Linked DNA regions of Sus scrofa: region 1 is linked to region 2. The links are chromatin contacts, called in public HiChIP or PLAC-seq maps. All regions are on one chromosome and are shown on one strand. The core of a region is the stretch at or near the end of the contact, and the rest is flanking DNA. Distances in the headings are between cores, read along the strand shown. Region 1 has its middle 52 kb from the start of ANXA4. Region 2 holds the start of PCYOX1 (prenylcysteine oxidase 1).

The links. HiChIP or PLAC-seq counts read pairs in DNA pulled down with a chosen protein or histone mark.
Region 1: a contact with region 2 is called in an H3K27ac HiChIP or PLAC-seq map of alveolar macrophages. The contact joins the enhancer-like site here to the promoter of PCYOX1 in region 2. A contact is called at or near these places in 2 of 5 promoter capture datasets (fetal liver and liver), 10 of 47 Hi-C or Micro-C datasets (alveolar macrophages, embryonic fibroblasts, heart right ventricle and 6 more) and 2 of 2 datasets of contacts at active chromatin or transcription factors (alveolar macrophages and skeletal muscle).

The regions. Positions count from the first base shown.
Region 1 is chr3:72,704,586-72,709,247 of Sscrofa11.1, reverse strand. No RefSeq gene overlaps it. Among named protein-coding and RNA genes, the nearest start is that of ANXA4, 52 kb to the right of the region's middle. Within about 2 kb of position 1,932, at least 1 of the 83 cell types and tissues checked has an H3K27ac peak or open chromatin away from gene starts, as enhancers often do. A contact at or near this core is called in alveolar macrophages, where this site is marked.
Region 2 is chr3:72,222,073-72,226,670 of Sscrofa11.1, reverse strand. It overlaps PCYOX1 (prenylcysteine oxidase 1), which reads left to right and starts at 3,066. Exons shown (of 6, transcript XM_003354779.4): 1 at 3,066-3,272; 2 at 4,372-4,578. The coding sequence starts at 3,149.

The sequences.
Region 1 (4,662 bases), core at 683-3,182, 480 kb before region 2:
ATAGTATCAGCTCTTCGGTGCTATGTCCTGCCTAGATTCTATCACTCAATGTTGTATTTAAGAAAGACATTTGTGCTGTTATGCTGTAATTTATTATTTTTCTGGCTGTATAGTATTCCATTGTGACACCATACCACAATTTGTATGACCACACCTGTGGCATATGGAAGTTCCAAGACCAGGGGTCAAACCTGAGCTGCAGCCGCTGGCCTACAACCACAGCCACAGCAATGCCGGATCTGAGCCACATCTGCAACCTACGCTGCAGCTTTGGCAACGCTGGACCCTTAACCCACTGATTGAGGTCAGGGATCGAACCCGCATCCTCACAGACACTATGTCTGGTTCTTAACCCACTGAGCCACAACAATCTCCCTATCCATTCCACTGTTGATGGACCTATATATGGTTTCCAGTTATTGGCTATAATAAATAATGCTGCTATAAAAATTGTTGAAAATATCTCTTGATGCACATTACCTCCACATTGCTGAGTCATTATTCAGCTTCAGTTGATGCTGCCAAACTGCTTCCCACTGTGGGTTGAGTGCCGGAGTCCAGCTCCAGCAGCCAGGGTGTCCCTACGGGGATGGACAGTGTCAGCGATGCACATGGAGACAGCCTCTTTGTCCCTTCTTTCAGGGCGCTGGACTGCTCAAATTTTATTAGCATAGGTAACAGTTTATATAGACAGCTTAATTGTAACTTACATCACAGTGCTTAAATCATATTTTCAAAGGTTAAATTTTAGACTACATGGTACAGTAGACATACGTTGTGTTCTAAGAATTTTAATTAAAACTAACGGATACAATGCATCATGTAAAATTATAATGGATACAAAACATTATGTGGAAAAAACATTATATGAAAATAAGGCAATTCAGTATAAAAGCGTCTTGTGGTTACTTTTAGCAAGCGCCACCGTTATTGTTTTAAGCTAGTCTTTAACAACTAGAAAGGTCACAAGCACGAGAATTTAACATTTACGAAAACTCATTTTTTAGATTAAAGCTTGAGGTACTAACTTCAAAGCGTTATGGTCAGGGGACAGTATGAGAAAATATTTTTTATATCAAAGCAACTTAATTTCATAAAACTTAAAAGCCCCCTACAAAACTTATTAAAAGCAAGATTATAATTTTTTCCATCAAGAATAATGTATGTCTAACCTATTCTAACCTATTGTACACTCCACAATGACCTAACTCTAAAACCTATTCTTACTTGTAACAAACCAATGAACACTTTGTTTTTGCTTGCATTAGATCTGAATAGGGGGACTTTCACCAAGGTGAAACTCTTATTATTACTGTTCCAATATTTGTTGTTCCAATTTTATTGAATCACAAAACAATATAGAAAAATAACAAAGAATAACAAAACAAATAACAGAAAAGGCTGAGTAATAAGTAAATAACAGGGAAGACTGAATTTTCCAAGAAGCAATTTTTATTCTTGCACTATTGTGCAAAGCCTTCATTTTGTTATTGTTGCCGTTGTTGCTGGGTTAACAGGTGAGCCTCATTATTTTTAGAACTTGCCCACGGAACTGTGCCACCGGGTAGGCTTTTTTTCCTCGGTTAGAAATTCTGCCTTCGGAACTGTGCCGTCAGGCTAGCTCCCTTCCTTGGCCTCCTGTATCTCCTCGGCTCCCTGAAGGTGTACTTATTACACTCCCATCATCAGCGTATGAGGGTAGTACTTGATTTGATAACTTTTGCTAGAACTGGTCTTTTTCATTTTAGGCACTATGGTGTGTGCAGTGGTCTCTTACCAGGGCTTTATTTAATTTGTATTTGTCTCTTTTTTTTTGGTTTTTTGGCTTTTTAGGGCCGCCCCCACAGCATATGGATGTTCCCAGGCTAGGGGTCAAATCGGAGCTGTAACTGTCTCTGAAATTTGAATATGTACTGGTACTATGTCATAATTTTTTTCTAGTTATTATTTCAAAATGTTATATGTCACAACAGTAACCAAGTGTCTTTGGCAATCTGTATTGTAATCGAATTTAAATGTGCCTTAAGTCTTTTGTCATTACAACAATTAATAGCTTTACTCTGATGCTTTTGCAAAAATGCTTCCTCTTCAAGATCTATAGAAAGGACTTTTTAAGAAATACAAGTTTCTGACTTCTAGACCTTTATGATGAGCTGGGTAAGAATTTAAAAATACTAAGGGGTAGGGGGAGTTCCTGTCATGGCGCAGTGGTTAGTGAATCCGACTAGGAACCATGAGGTTGAGAATTAGATCCCTGGCCTTGCTCAGTGGGTTAAGGATCTGGCGTTGCCATGAGCTGTGGTTTAGGTTGCAGACGTGGCTCGGATCCCGCATTGCTATGGCTGTGGTGTAGGCTGTCAGCTGTAGCTCTGATTAGACCCCTAGCCTGGGAACCTCCATATGCCATGGGTGTGGCCCTAAAAAAAAAGAAAAAAAAAAATCCAATTGTTGGGTTTGTGACCAATTACCTGTGTCTAGTACTTCTGGGCTACCTTAGTGGATTTCTCCTCTGCAAGGTTCTGATTAGATAGCCATTGAGGAATTATATTATTATTGGGTGGGATTTCCTCAGCTGGCCAATTAATGATAACTGCTCTGACCCTGACTATAACTATGAATTTTCTTTTAGGGTCACTCAGACTCAGTCAGAGCAACGAGCTAAGTCTCAATCAAAAACTGTAACCTCCCACTTATTAGAAGGGAACCTCCCACAATTATGCACCAGGCTATGGCCATTGAAGTTTAAATGGGAACAATTAAATCATTCTAAAAGTGATCAGCCTAGCCTCCTAACATTAGGAAATTAGGCTGGGCACCTTATGAACAATGCCTACATATTATTACCTTTATAGATAAGATAGTGGCTGATATGGAATAGGCTGGGTCAGATGACCAGAAATTCACTGGGTCAAACCTAATGGAACCCAGTGGATTTGTGGTACTAATCTATGGCTTTGGGTTTTCACCAGGACAGATGTCTCCAGGATTCCCTAGGACTCAAGGCCATATACATAACAATCCAAAGATGACCCCAACCAACCTACCACTGGTACAAGCTTAATGCGTCAAGAGATATGTATGCATTCAGCTAGTATGATAATTTACTACCTGTTTTTGTACTTTCAATAGAATTGGAATGTGTATCACTCATAACAAAGCCTTAACAAAATTTACTCAACATATTTGAATGATGGTAACCAGACTATTAGTATACTAAATTCTGAGGTTTATCTATATTATGCTGCTTGCTACTGAAAGTGACCCACTTCCTAGTCCTTTTTTTCTTTTTTCTGCTTTTTAAGGCCACACTTGCGGCATATGGAAGTTCCCAGGCTAGGTGTCTAATCAGAGCTACAGCCACCAGTCTACACCACAGCCCACAGCAATGCCAGATCCTAGCCAAATCTTCGACCTACACCACAGCTCATGGCAACACTGGATCCTTGACCCACTGAGTGAGGCCAGGGTTGGAACCTGCATCCTCATGGATCCTAGTTGGGTTCATTAACGCCTGAGCCACAGCGGGAACTCCCCCACTTCCTAGTCTTGATGACATCTTCAGGAACTCGTCTGGTGTGAGATGCTCTTGGCTTAAATATTTACTTGCTATTAATGTTATTAGCTATATTGTTTGTATTTTGCCTGTTTTACAAGGTTATTGTTTCTTCTATTACCAAATGTGTAGTTGAGCCTCCAACAAAACAATGATGACTAGGAGATTTGAAACAGTTAGCTGTTCTTTACTAGATCAAGATTATAATAGAGTAACTCTAGTTATGGAAAGATGTAACAAGAGGGGATATTTTCCTGGACCATAACAGACTAATAAGACAGGTGATCCAGAGACTTTTAGCTACTGTTAACAAGGCCTAGTAAAAGCACAATGAGTGGCCTACCAACGAAATCTTTGCCAGACCTGGGAATGAGCATTCCTAGCACTGTGGAAGGAAATGGTCATGAAATGCCTCCCAAAACTCTGTTTGAATTTATGACCATGGGGAAGCCCTGTGAACTGAAGTTCGGCACTTGCCATCAGCCCCTACATGGAGTAAATTATGAGCCACTGCAGCTACCAACCGGCAGCACACCCTGAGCGGAGCTCAGGGTGAATACCAGGAGTGAGGCGCTCTGTGCTCTGGGAAAACTGGAAGAACAGGTCTTCAGATAGTCCGATATTTTTAGGAGAAGATTTTATGTGCCCAATTCTTGCATCTCCTCATATCTAGAAAAACACTAAAATCCTTTGTGGTGATGTCTGCTCCTTGGGACTGGTAGTGACCTGCAGGTAGTAACCATCAAACTTTTGTAAACTGTGTGCGCGCTACATGCACCTCTGAAACCGGACACAGCCCTGTGGGGCTCCTGAGTGCAAGAGCCTTTCTGGGTCCCTCATTTCTTGTTCTTAGGAGATGGACCTTGTTCAGCCACCATGACCTTCCCTGAGTTCCTAGGGACAAGGTTCAGACAGTTGCTGATGAGGGAAGGGAGGGGATGCAAAGGAGGAACAGTCAAGGACAGCTTAGAGTCCTTCCTCTTCCTTCTCCCTGGCTTAATCGCACCCTAAACACAATCACCTGAACACTAAAGATTAGGGACCCTGAGCATAATTTCCTGTGGGTTAAAGATTATTAGCACATGATGTTTTTCAGGAACTTTCCTAGT
Region 2 (4,598 bases), core at 1,817-4,316:
TGCTTCTGCTATGTCCTATAGCTTTTGGATCACTGTGTTTTTGTTTTTTCACTTGTATCCAGATATTTTTTTGATTTGTCCTTTGATTTCTTCAGTGACCCATCAGTTGTTTAGTCTCCATGTAGTCTTTTTTGCAGTTTTTTCCCCTTGTAGTTGAGTTCTAGTCTCATAGTGTTGCAGTCAGAAAAGATGTTTAATACGATTTTGGTCTTTTATTTATTTGTTTATGTATTGTCTTTCTTCCTTTTCTAGGGCCACACCTGCGGCATATGGAGGTTCTCAGGCTAGGGGTCTAATCGGAGCTGTAGCTGCTGGCCTACGCCAGAGCCACAGCAACGCAGCAACGCCGGATCCTTAACCCACTGAGTGTGGTCAGGGATCGACCTGACAACCTCATGGTTCCTAGTCGGATTTGTTAACCACTGAACCACGATGGGAACTCCTTGACTACAGTCTTGTAAAATGTACTGAGACTTGTTTTTTGGCCATCCTGTGATCTACCTTGGAGACTGTTCCATGTGCACTTGAAAAGAAATTGTATCCTGTGGTCTTGAATAGAATTTTCTTTATATTTCTGCTAAGACCAGCTGCCTAGTATGTTGTTTAAGACCAGTTTTTCCTTATTAATTATCTGTCTGGTCAATCTGGCTAAGAATATGAGTGTGGTATTAAATTCCCCAATATTTTGTGTTCCAGTCAGTTTCTTCCTTTACCTTTGCTAGATTTGCACACCTAATTTTTTCCCCCTACTTCAAACAATATTGCAGCAAACATCCTGGTATATATATCCTTATAACTGATTTTTTTTTTCCTTTTTTGCTGCCCTATGGCATGTGGAATTCCCAGCCAGGGATCAGATTCAGGCCACAGTATCCTGTTGTGCCACACTGGGCACTCCTATAACTGATTCTTTTATTCTATAGAGTAGATTTCTAAACACGAGATTTCTTAATTAAACTAAACGGGAACTCCTGAATAAATGTTTCTTATATTACTTTATTACTACACTTCACATAGATGGCAACATTTCCCCTCAATGATTAATAAAGGCCCTTTTGGAGTTCCCGTCGTGGCGCAGTGGTTAACGAATCCGACTAGGAACCATGAGGTTGCGGGTTCGGTCCCTGCCCTTGCTCAGTGGGTTAACGATCCCGCGTTGCTGTGGCTCTGGCGTAGGCCGGTGGCTACAGCTCCAATTCGACCCCTAGCCTGGGAACCTCCATATGCCGCGGGAGCGGCCCAAGAAATAGCAACAACAACAACAACAAAAAGACAAAAAAAAAAAAAAAAAAAAAAAAAAGGCCCTTTTGACTTTCAGTGATAGTATTCTTTTGAAGAGGCAAGAGTGCAGAATGAGAAAGCCTTCAGTCCCCGTCCACTTAGTATAAAGTCTCTTCAGCAAAGGATTTTTCCTTTCAGCAAAATCCTTCCTAATGTTTCAGAAGCGGAAATGAAAGTTTCCACCTATGACACTTTTGTCAGGGTCACTGACATGGTAAATTCTAATTAAGCAACATATTTATTGAAAGCCTTTTAGGCTTAATATACTTAGCTATTGTGAAAAGACACACAATTTAGTTCTTTCTTTGTAATTTGTAGAAAAAGGAGACAATATTCATATTTTTATGTTCTTACATAAGTGTTTATTTCTTGTATGACTTGCATCTCGTTCCATTAACACCTCCATTCCCTCTTTCTTGCTGTGCTCCACTGGCCTCCTTGCTTTTCCTCATATATGCCAGGCATTTTCCTTTTTTAGAAAGCTCTTTCTCCAAATATTCACCTGGTCCACTCTCTCAATTATTGCAAACTTTTGTTCAAGTGCCATCCTGCTCAGTGAGGCCTGATCTGACTATCCTATTTAAAATTGCAAGCCATTCTCCACTTTTTTTTCCTCCACTCTATATTATGTCATTTGCTTACTTATTCTAATTGTCATTTGTTTCCCTTCACTAGAATGTATACGTCATTAGGATAAATATTTTAAAAATTGTTTTGTTCACTGGTTTTTCTCAAGTACCTATAATAACATTGCCTGCCACGTGGAAGGAGCTCAATAAATAATTGTCCACTAAGTAAATCCTTTATTTTGCAGTAGTTTAAACTTTCTTTTTATTTAACTTATTTTCCTTCCATCCATATACTGTTCTTCACATTCACGTACTAGTTTTTCTCCCCCCCCTTTTTGATTGGGTGTGATATATGTAGATATAGATATAGATATGTATTTTAAGGGCCACATTTAGAGCATATGGAAGTTCCCAGGCAAGGGGCAAATCTAAGCTGCAGCTGCCAGCAACAGCCACAGCCACAGCCTGGCCAGATCTGAGCCACATCTGTGACGTACAGCACAGTTCAGAGCAACGCTGGATCCTTAACTCATTGAGTGGGGCCAGGAATCAAATCTGAGTCTTCATGGATACTAGTCAGGTTCCTAACCTGCTGAGCCACAATGCGAACTCCCTGGGTGGGATATTTTAATTACAGAAATAGTATCATATGACACCCATCACTTTCTCAACAGCTTTTATGACCGAACAATACTGGGACAATAGATACAAAGCCTGCATTCTTTTAAATGTTTGCCTAATGTTCCGTATGATACGAGTACACACACGACTTTCGTTTATATCTGTTACTATTTTTCCACTTCCTTCAGTTTGGACCACCCCATCCCTGGTCTCTGTCATTTTCCCTTTCACCTAGCACCCTTTACCCAGTCATCTTGTACCCAACAAATCTCGAACATAGTGAACACGGTGATCACTCAGTAAGTATTTGGGGCACCCTTGTCCGTTTCTAACAGTGGTTTGCTGTGTGCATTCTTTGAGCCTGAGCGATTGAATCAACAGAAGAGGGCAGTATTGATGAAATTAAAAGCTGGGGTGAGCCTCCTCTGGGGCCTTTGGCAACTCCCTGAAGCAGCCTGGGCTTCAGAGGTGCAAGGAGGACTTGGGGGACCGAGAGGATTGCGTTGTAGCTTCTGGAGGAAGGGTGGCCTTGGAGTATCAGGTGCCTGAGCTGGGGACGGGCCTGGGCGGGGCTTGGAGGGGCGAGGCCAGCTAGGGGGCGGGGCGAGCGGAGAGCGCAGGCTCAAATGCGGGCGGACCGCCGGGCGCTCTAGTACGACTGCAGCACTGGGAGAACCATGAAGCCCCTCGCTGGCGGGCTCCCCTGCTTCTTGACTTTCGGGCTGTGGCTGGGGCTGCTACTTCTGTGCAGCTGGGGGTGCCCCGGGAGCGCCGCGCCGCGGTCCCCGCCAGAGAAGATCGGTAGGCGAGAAGGAGGCAGCGCAGGGCGGAGGTGGCGGGAATAAGCCCGGTGCCTGGCGGCGGCAGGCTGATACACTAGGCCCGGCACCTGTGACACCCGCCGAGCAGCGCCGAATGAGCCCTCCGCGCAAGCGGAGCCCATTCCGGCTCGCGCCCCAGGGACCGCGCTTTCCCGAGGGTGAAGACATCTCCATTTGAGGAGTTGGCTGTAGAGGGGTAGACCTGGGCCGGGGAGCGGGAGCCAAGCGTCCCTGCGGCCCCTGTCTCGGAGGCCTGGGGCTCCGAGGAGGCTGAGGCCCCTCCTGCCGACTTCTCTTGCTGCAGTTGCGGGAGGACAGTCCCCTGGTTGGTCCGGGAGCGACAGGCCGCTTCCGCTCTGCAGTTGAGAGGCCCACGAGGGCACAGCACACCGAGCAGTGCAAACAACCTGACCGCGCTGACCGCGTCTCCTTCCCTTGATGGGCTTCGGCGCCCTCGCCGCCCCGCCCCGCAGCTCTACCCATTCCCCAGCCCGGCCCGGCTGCTCCGCTGAAGTTTGCCTGCTCGCAGAGGCCACTGGCTTGCACAGTTTTCTGCCTAGAACGACTACACAGCCGAAGCATTCACTCTTAGTTTCAGTCTTTTTGGTGTTTTGCTCTGTTTTCTTTTGCTTTGCTTTTTAAATTCCCCTTAAAGCTGTGTTCTTTGGGATCATTAACCTGTTCACATTAACGAGACAGAGCAAATGTAGGCAAAAATGGCGGCCACTTTATTTAAAATGCGTGCTGGAAGGGCCCCACCTCCTCTGTTCCCATGTATTGGTCACAAAGAATGGTGTGCGGGCCACTTGGTGCCTCCGCAAAGAACTGTGAGAATCTTGGGGCATTGGGGGAAAAAAATTAGTGTCAGTTTGTAAGTTTATCTATTATCACTTTTGCCTGGAGGCAGTGACTGTCCAGATTCAGAGTTCTATCTTCACAGCAGCTGTCACTTGCCTCCCTGTCCCCAGGCTTCCCTAAGTTGTTAATAGCCTAAAGTAACGTCTGTTAACAGTCTTTCAAAAAACGAAACCTACAAAGCTGATAAGAGGGAAAAAACTGTTTCTTTTTTCCCCCTCTAGCGGTCATTGGAGCTGGAATTGGTGGCACTTCAGCAGCCTATTATCTGCGGCAGAAATTTGGGAAAGATGTGAAGATTGATGTTTTTGAAAAAGGAGAGGTGGGCGGCCGTTTGGCGACCCTGACTATGCAGGGGCAAGAATATGAGTCAGGAGGTTCTATCATCCATCCTTTAAATCTGCACATGAAGCGTTTTGTCAAGGACCTGGGTATGTGATTTCTTCTTAGA